Linked DNA regions of Triticum aestivum: region 1 is linked to region 2. Evidence: chromatin contacts called from public Hi-C data. All regions are on one chromosome and are shown on one strand. The core of a region is the stretch at or near the end of the contact, and the rest is flanking DNA. Distances in the headings are between cores, read along the strand shown. Region 1 holds the start of LOC123188791 (potassium transporter 22). Region 2 holds the start of LOC123188790 (probable tetraacyldisaccharide 4'-kinase, mitochondrial).

Region 1 (4,742 bases), core at 1,599-4,098, 260 kb after region 2:
CAGCCTTTCCAGCAAGGAGATGACCATTTTAGACACGCGATCGAGCCAATGGCCAACCAACACGTTTCCAAATGGTCAGGTTTTGAGCACACTGCAACTTTTCCCAAGGAACAAGTAAAGCTGACTCCTCAGTCTGAAACATATCTCTCGTAGCCCAGAAGAACAATGTCTCTCGCTGACAAGGAAAGTTTCGGAGCACAAAGAGACTTCTCTCAATCTTTCATAGGTTTCGGCTAAGCATCACAACAGACTTAAGTATCGTATACCTATATCCATTTTAGTAGTATGGTGATCCTATGGCTCAAATAAGAGAAAGAAGAACAACGAAACAAATACTACATCTTCGCTTCGCCTTCAAACTTCTTGGCTGCAACCATTTCTTCTCGGGCACACTGAAGAGGAATTGCTTCACTTCAACAATATTTTAAGGGGTCAACTCCGCCACACAATCTTCTCGTTATAGTTTCTTCTTGAAACATACCCCTCTCTTCTCTGTAATGCAGATACTTCTCGGTGAAGTTCTTCAAACTTCACATCAGAATGTAGCATCCTTCTCGATACGTCAGGGACTATTGTTGTCTGTTTGCACTAGTAAACAAATATGTCCCTTACTGTTTCTGATAACAATCTCCAAAACCCAAGGGGGCAAACCATTGCACCAACATCTTGTTTATGCCCAAGCTGGACACCTACCCTTGAAGATTTAAAAGCAGGGATAAATCTTATCAAGACACAATTGGGTGTTCCTTTCTATAGAATTAATCATCTTAATCTCTTGGGCAATCTGGACCACGAGGAATGATTGTATTTTCAAGGGCATTGCGCCAAGCTTATATAATTGCAGGAGAAATTTAAGAAAGAGCTAAACTGGATTGAGATCGGAGCAACAAGGAAGAACTACAACAACTTGGAGAATTGGGTGAAGTCCTTTGTATAGCTTTGAGCCTTTGTCGCTCTTCTGGTGTTGTTGTTGTTGTTGTTGTTGTTGTTGTTGTTGTTGTTGCTTGTATAGTTTCTTTTTTCTTTTTTCGGACTTATTATTTTGTGAATTAATATAAAAAATGCAGCACAGTCATGATGTTTCCCTTAAAAGAAAAGCATGTCTTTTCTGTCTTGTTTTGAAAACTATATGGACTTGGTACGGATCATGTTGGTTTGATTCTTTATGGCTTTGTTGGCTAGCTAGCTGGGTGTCCCTTTCTGTCAACCTATCATGGTATGAACGCTTCTTCAGGCAGGATACATGATCCTGCACCTAGCCCCTAGTACCTAGCTAGAACAGTATGTCGCTACATGGATCCATGCGGCAACTAATTGGATATAAAGAGCATCAATGGATGAAAGTGAAGTCTCAAATCTGAATATAGTTATCAAATTATGCATATGCGTATCATGAAACAAGAGCCGGGTTTAAGCCATCCATGATTCATAGCTATACATACGTTGTCACATTTATTTAGTGGCAAACTCCGTCAAGCCACAAACAGTGTGGCGGGAAAATTGGTGACACAAGTTAGACAAAGTTTAACAAAAAATACTACAAGGCCTTCGCTGTGCTGGTTGAAAATCGCCGCTAAGAAAGTGTGCATGCCACAGTTATGACAGTGAAACAAATAATACAGTAGCCTTATGGAACTTGGCAAAGCGTCTTCTATGAACATGCCGCTAACTTGGATATTAAGATTTGCTTCTAACAATGAATTACTGTGCACCTTAATGGCTTGTTTCTTGGATAATTGAAGAAAATACATGGGAGAGATCACGTTCTTGAGGTCGCAATCTGATAAATTAGGCGTCGTGGGGCATCGCTTTGGTTGGCTAATGCGTTTGGTGCCTCGCGCTAGCTAACCATTCCCCGGTGTGTCCACTCTTAACTAACTTGGTAGCCTGTCCTTGGCTAACTTCAGTTGAATTAATCTGGTAAGCAAGCACACTTGCTTATCGGGGAAGAACCTACAGAGCAATACCTGGAACAATTAATAAATAATCAATAAGCTAGCTTGCATAAAATCTCCATAGAAATCTAGGACGTACTACTACAGATTAAGTGTTGAGTTGTTCAGAAAAAGGAAAGAAAAAAAGAGGATATGTCAGTGTTCTAAAAGGATACTGGTAATTTATCAAGGAAACTATAATGGCCTGTATGGCGCTTCCTGGGTACTACGTTCCTAGCTGAGGAAGAAGAGATTGTAAGAGCATAGTAGTGGGTTACTTGAGGAAAACAGAGCCATGTACAGATAAAGGCCAGACAGAAGAGAAACACCCCCGACTGAATCTTACCCCGAGGTCAATCAGTGGATCCGTCAGAAATGAAGGACGTATGCGTGTGGACGGAGAGCTACAAGAGATGATCGACGATCTTGCACCGCGGTCAATGAGTGGATCCAACATAGGTAGGTAGCGTTTTTCTCACTCGACGTAGGTACGTGCGGCGGACGTGAGGTCATGCATCTGAATCCAAGGCCTGTCTACGCGTGGTTGAATTCGTGGATCCACGCTGAAATGGACCGCGCGGTGATGGAAAGATATCGATTTTTGATTTCCTTTGGCGTAGCAACAGCTACATCAATGAATTGTGATCACACCCTTGTGGCCCGAGCCCGACGCTGACGCCATGAGCCGCGAAGGGTGATGGGCGAAAAGTAAGCCGCGGGCAGCTAGCCAAGCCAAGGCCATTGCGGGGACGGAATCTGTTGATCCATCAACGTCCATCTGAAAACGTATCCAGGTCGGGTCGCATAGCACAGCACCACGTATGTACTACTCCACATAAGTACTGTAGCAGCTTAATTAATTGCTGCCCTGCCGTTCACATACTCCAGCGATCGACAAGACAACTAGTACCGCGCGCTAACTCTAACCAGGGAGATGCCAATAGTAGTACTAGCTCATTATAAAAGGGAAGGTTGCATGGCGAGGCCATGAGAGGCTAGATCCATCCAGGAGCACAAGCTAGCTAGCTGGATATTGGCATGTTATTCCACGAGCTAATTAGTTACACACTTACTTCTTGGATCCTTCTCAACAATTAAGCTCAGTCATCTAGCCGGCTGGTAGCTAGGATCGATGGCTGAGCAGCAACAGAAGGGTGGTGATGATGAGGTGCTGGAGGTGGAGTGCGCGCTGGACATGCCGGAGGTGGTGCAGCGGCAGGACTCGCTGTACCGGGACGCCTCCCGGGCCGGCGGCGCCAGCCACCACGGCCATGAGCGGTGGGGCAAGACGCTGCGCCTCGCGTTCCAGTGCGTCGGCGTGCTCTACGGCGACATCGGCACGTCGCCCCTCTACGTCTACTCCAGCACCTTCACCGCCGGCGTCCGGCACACCGACGACCTGCTCGGCGTCCTCTCCCTCATCATCTACAGCTTCATACTCTTCACCATGGTCAAGTACGTCTACATCGCCCTCCGCGCCAACGACGACGGAGACGGTACGCACGCACGCAGATTTCCTTCCTCGCTTCATCTTCTTCCTCTTTCTTCTTTCTTTGTACTAGTAGATCATAGTAATTAGATTGCGCGACGTGTTACACGTACGTACGCTGCACCTAGCTAGCTAGCTATCTTAGCATGCAACAAATTGACGCAGCATCTGCATGTACCAACAGCTTATTTGGACCCCCGACCCAACGGCAAAATTGATCGTTTGGTGCATGCATGGTACACCACCGTCTCTTGTCGTCTCTTCCTAAAAACACAAGGTTTTCCAAACTCAAGTGGGTCAAGTGGCCGTACGTGCATGTGTTTGTTTGTTGTTTATTACTGTATAATTATTATTAACACAGAGCTACTACTAGTTGATATTGTAGTTAGTGATCAACGTGATACTTCTCATATTGTCCATCATATTAATATAAATAATCCTACGATCGAGCACATGCATGGGAATGTTTGTGGTGATTTTAGTTAGCATGCATGAGTAGATACCAAAGGCCCAAATTAAAGAGGCTGTTGCATGACATGCATGCAGGCGGTACGTTCGCGCTCTACTCTCTCATCTCGCGGCACGCCAAGGTGAGCCTGGTGCCGAACCAGCAGGCGGAGGACGAGCTGCACATCCTGGAGCAGGACGACCCCAAGTCCTTCAGCCGGCGGCGCGCCCTGGCCACGCTGCAGCTGGCCTCGCCGGCGGCGTACCGCGCGCAGCGGGTGAAGGAGCTCCTGGAGACGAGCAAGCCCGTGCGCATCTCGCTCTTCCTGCTCACCATCCTCGCCACGGCCATGGTGATCAGCGACGCCTGCCTGACGCCGGCCATCTCCGTGCTGTCCGCCGTGGGAGGGCTCAAGGAGAAGGCGCCGCACCTCACCACAGGTACGCACCATGCATATATTATATCTTTCAGTCTACCTTGTACAGCATACGTACGTACTAGCGCCTAGCTAGAGGCATCAATATCATACATACAACTCGATCAGCCGGCCGCGCGCCTATTGCTATGGGTAACAAGTGTGAACGCGATCGACGACCAGCTAGCTGGAGTGTAGCGTGGCGTGATCTAGATGCAACGCAGCATAGATAGAGCAGCGAGGAAAAGCAAAAATCATTTGAGGCGGGCATATTAATTGATGCGAGAAAAACAGCATACATCCGTCCATGTCCGCCATTTCTTTTTCCGATGGGTCAGTGTGTAGTATGTGGGCAGGTAGGTCTCTTGTAGTCCAGCCGTCCAGGCATGATTAAGTGAGACGACTTTGTCGATGGCGCCGTCGCCATCCAGCAGTTATCGGTCCATCGGTATGTAT
Region 2 (4,393 bases), core at 844-3,343:
CTAGGTAGGCAGCTAAGCATGAATGAAGGAAAACATACAGGAACATCTTAAGGCTTTACATGAAACTTAATAAAGTTATCTGTAAATTCCAGTTTTGAGTTGGTGTGATACACCTAGGAAACATTAATTAAGTCTGATGATATACAAGCAGCAAAACATAGTGGCAATGAACCTCTATAAACACTTACACTGTCTTCTCAAAAAGAGTAGGATTACAACAGGCAGCATTCCATTTCAAGATAAGACACACCAAGCTAAAAGGGTCTAGACAAAGGAAGTGAGGGAAAAAAGTACCTCTCTGACTGTATGTATGAAAGCATCTGGGCAGCCAATCGCAGAAACACATAGCACAATCATGCCACCCAACACATTAAGAGATATTTTCTGTAATGGTTGATGAACCTCGAAAATATGTGATGGGGCCAATTTACTAAAGAACACTGAACATGTTGTGCCACTATCCTGGACTGTACGTGCAATTGTTTCCAGCTGCGCTTCACAAGCCTGTGTAATAGCAAATGGTAGTTCAGAGAACAACCTATGAGATTATTCATGTGCTTGAGGTAAAAGAGATACCAACATCTCTCATTTCTTGCAGTGCGGAATTCACTAATGGTTAAGCCCCACCTTTTCCGGATGCAATTTCAGTTAACAATGAGGGAAAGTAAGAAAGCACCTTGGATTATTTTAATTCTAAATTGTAAATTCTAAATACTTAGAATCACATGGTCGCTATAAATACATTTTTATGTGACAGCTTAAATTTGTGCTGGCTTACTTCAACATCACACTTTCAGTGCTTCATGTCAAGAACAATATCAGCCACTAAACATTTAATACTCAAACAGGAAACACAAATAAGTTACAAGAAAGTCTGAGTTACTGAGACTATCGTTTACCAGATCCGCATGATGAATAACCACTATATCAGCTCGAGTAAGTGCGCTCAACGGTTCCCTCATGGGTCCTCGTGGAATGAAATGAGTATTTCCCCAAGGTGTCAACCCATTGACCATCACAATCTCCACATCTCGAAGCAGACTCCGGTGCTGCCTACAAGAAACGATAGACAGAACCGAGAATACATACATGAGAACATGTGTTTCCTGAAGGAACAGCTATGCTTGACCATTATTAGTTTAAAAGATGCCACTGTTTAGCTATTTTCCAAGTAAGATTCCATGGTACTGATGGATTGATCCATATAAGTTGTCTATACAAGAAAAGAAAAACAAATACTTGATACCTGCATTCCGTCATCCAGTATAGCGACTCCAATTTTCGCACTTTTACCGCTTGCCACCCGGTTGCACCCTAACTTCTCCCGGCGGAAGGCATCACAAGGATCGACATGGCCATACTTTTGCAACATGGAAGAACCCACGGCAGCCCGGTTTGCGCCAACACCAATCTTGGTGGAAGTATCAGCAAGGCGCCTCCGGAGCATCTTAGATTCATCGCCACCCGCATAACCCTACAGCATCGAATTTTATGACTGATTTGTTCAAAGGTAGCATCACGAGAAATATAAATGAAGTATTGGAAATGAACTAGGTGACAGTGGCTAAACGTTAGTTTAGGACTGATGAAGAGACCCCATTTTTACTGAAAATTTTGTCTGCGTAACTAAATGATTGAATGAGAAACAATACAAATGTGAAGAAGTACAAGCAAGCAAGCAGCATTAGGAGGACGAGTTTACCCTTGTTAGGATGAGTGGCGAGATGCCCATACTGTGAAACCTGCGGGCCAGGAAGTCGACCATGGGTGTCTTTCCGTTGCCGCCCCAGGTGAGGTTTCCTACGCTGATGACGGGGACCGGTAGGGTCCGTCGCGAGCGTAGCGGAGAGGAGGAGAGGATGACGGGGAGGCGTAGGAGGGCGGAGGCGGCGGAGAGGAGAGGGAGGAGGAGTGCGCGGTGGAGGAAGGGGAGGTTAGGAACGGCGGCGTCCGGGGTGGCGGCGAGGCGGGCCAGGAGCTGCCGCGCCTTCTCCGTCGCCATCGGAGAGTCCCCGGGGTGGTCGCCGCCGCCTCTCCCCGGGTGACGAAGTGTTGGGCTGGGCCTTTTTCCCAATTAAGCCAGCTTGATTGAAACTCGGTATGCTGGGCTTAGACGGGGAATTAACAAAATCCATAGAAGTTGCTAAAAAAACCATAGAAAAAAAAGGAGAGCTGGTCGTTGTGAGAAAATCGGGGGGAGCCAACAGGAAAAAGAGAATACCATTCACTGGTTAAGTTGGGAGACATGGACACTCCCCAAAGGCATGGGTGGCCTAGAATTCAGGGACATGCATAGTTTTAACATGGCGATGTCGTCACGGCAAGGCTGGAGACTGCTTCAAAACCCCGACTCTCTATGTGGACGTATAATGAAAGTGCGGTCCCTCAGTTTCACTTGTTGGATGCAAAACCTAGAGATGGCATATCATATACCTGACGAACTATATTACGTGGCCTCGAGCTGATCAAGAAGGGTTATATCTGGAGAATCGATGATGGGTTAGGAGTCAACATCTGGTCTGACCCCTGGATTCCAAGGGCTTGGTCGCGACGGGTTATCACACCAAAAGGGCAGAACCTAATTACACAGGTCAGCGATCTTATTTGCCTGATTACGGGGTCTTGGGATGAGCAACTCGTCAAGGACACTTTTTGGCCGGATGATGTACGACACATTTTCCAGATTCCCCTGCGTGAATAAGTGAGCGATTTCATGGCTTGGCACTTTGACTCGAAAGGGAACCACACAGTGAAAAGCGCCAACAAACTATATGTACAGCTGCAGGAACAAGCAAAGAACGAGGCCCCAAGCAGTAGTACAATGGGGGCAGGGAGGTTGGATAGATGGGACGACCAGTCATGGCGGAGAATCTGGAAGCTGCCATGCCCACGTAAGATTCAGATATTTGCTTGGCGAGTCAAGCATGAGTCCCTGGCTTTCTGCACCAACTTGATGAGGAGAGGGGTCAAGCTTGAAAGCTCAAAATGCTTCTTCTGTGGGAGGGTGGATGAGGACGGGGCACACCTCTTTGTCAAGTGCAAGGCTGTCAAAGAAGTATGGAGGGCTATGAGCCTGGAGAAGATACGCGTGGAGCTGGAAGAACTTTCATCTAGGCATGCAGTTATGGATCTTCTATGGAGGTTAGATGAAAAAGTGTGTGTCCAAATCCTCACCTTCTAGTGGAATTGGTGGAACAAGAGGAATAAGATAAGGGAAGGGGAGCTTCCAATCACGGACAACGAGCTGGTTCATAGAGTGCAATGCAGTACGTTGAAATTTATGCAACTGTTCAGAACGAAGGGCAAGATACAGACAGTAAGCAAGTAGGCAGCGCCGGTTGAGGGCACTTTGAAAATTAATGTAAATGGAGCATATACACCGGGTGAGAATTTCATTGCATGGGGCGCGGTGGTCTGTGATGAGATTGGTGAGGTGGTGCTTGCTCGGGCTAGTAGAAAAAGAACAGATAGCATATTCATTTGGAGCCGAGGTAGCGACCATGTCTAAAGCAGTTGCCATGGCAGCTGACATTGGTGCCTTTCGAGTTGTCTTCGAGACCGACTCACAGCTATTGCAGGAAGCTCTCGACTTGTCCAAGGTTGACTCTGTCCATGTATGCGGCCATCATCAAGGATACCAAGCTTCATCTTAAAATGTGGTTTTCGAAGCAATATATTTCTTTATATAGACGCTCGGCGAATTTGTTAGCGCATGAACTTGCGAAACTTGGTCATTTATCTTTGCCAAATGACAGCATTGGCTAAAACACTATTGTACCACCCCAAGTGGCTGCTTGTGTTTCGGGTGACTTACCCAAGCACCGTTAAGTTATAAAGCTTTGCTTTCCCACAAAAAAACATGTGGCTTTGCAAAATTGCCACTATCAAGATAGGTTTCGCAAAATTGCCACTCACCTCATGCCCACCTTGATTACCATGCTATTTTCCACCTTTTATCGATTTCCCTTTTATTTTTTCCATTTACACGCACCTGAAAGGACCAGACTACCCTTGAATGTCTACATGTACCCGGTCACCGCAGTACTTTGCTGTGTTCTGACTTAACATGCGCGCAAACAGTCAAAAACACTATGAATTACAGATTACCTATAGGAAGAATCTCCTGGACGCTGCCGTGATGTCGATCGGCCTCGACGTCGATCTCCTGGACGTCACCGCCGTCGATCTCCTAGACACTGCGCAACACGTACCTGGTATGGCAGTACCGCAACGGCTGCTTGGAACCTAGTTTGTCTAGATAATATTGTATTATCTCTTTCTCTTGATTTATTTGCTTGATCCTTAATTCAATCCATGAACAAGTAGTAACAGGTTCTAGCGAAGTATAGCTTACAAGGGTGTACAATTTTGCTTACAAGTTTCTCGTATTCTC

Evidence for each region. Hi-C and Micro-C count contacts between places; a contact is called where the count stands out from the background.
Region 1: a Hi-C map of leaf shows a contact between it and region 2, with 4 times the contacts expected there. The contact joins the promoter of LOC123188791 here to the promoter of LOC123188790 in region 2. A contact is called at or near these places in 2 of 5 Hi-C or Micro-C datasets (both in leaf).

What each region holds. Positions count from the first base shown.
Region 1 is chr2A:396,852,147-396,856,888 of IWGSC CS RefSeq v2.1, forward strand. LOC123188791 (potassium transporter 22) reads left to right here and starts at 2,849. Exons shown (of 3, transcript XM_044601038.1): 1 at 2,849-3,430; 2 at 3,970-4,311. The coding sequence starts at 3,067.
Region 2 is chr2A:396,588,833-396,593,225 of IWGSC CS RefSeq v2.1, forward strand. It overlaps LOC123188790 (probable tetraacyldisaccharide 4'-kinase, mitochondrial), which reads right to left and starts at 2,094. Exons shown (of 7, transcript XM_044601037.1): 1 at 1,703-2,094; 2 at 1,247-1,474; 3 at 900-1,049; 4 at 295-504. The coding sequence starts at 2,002.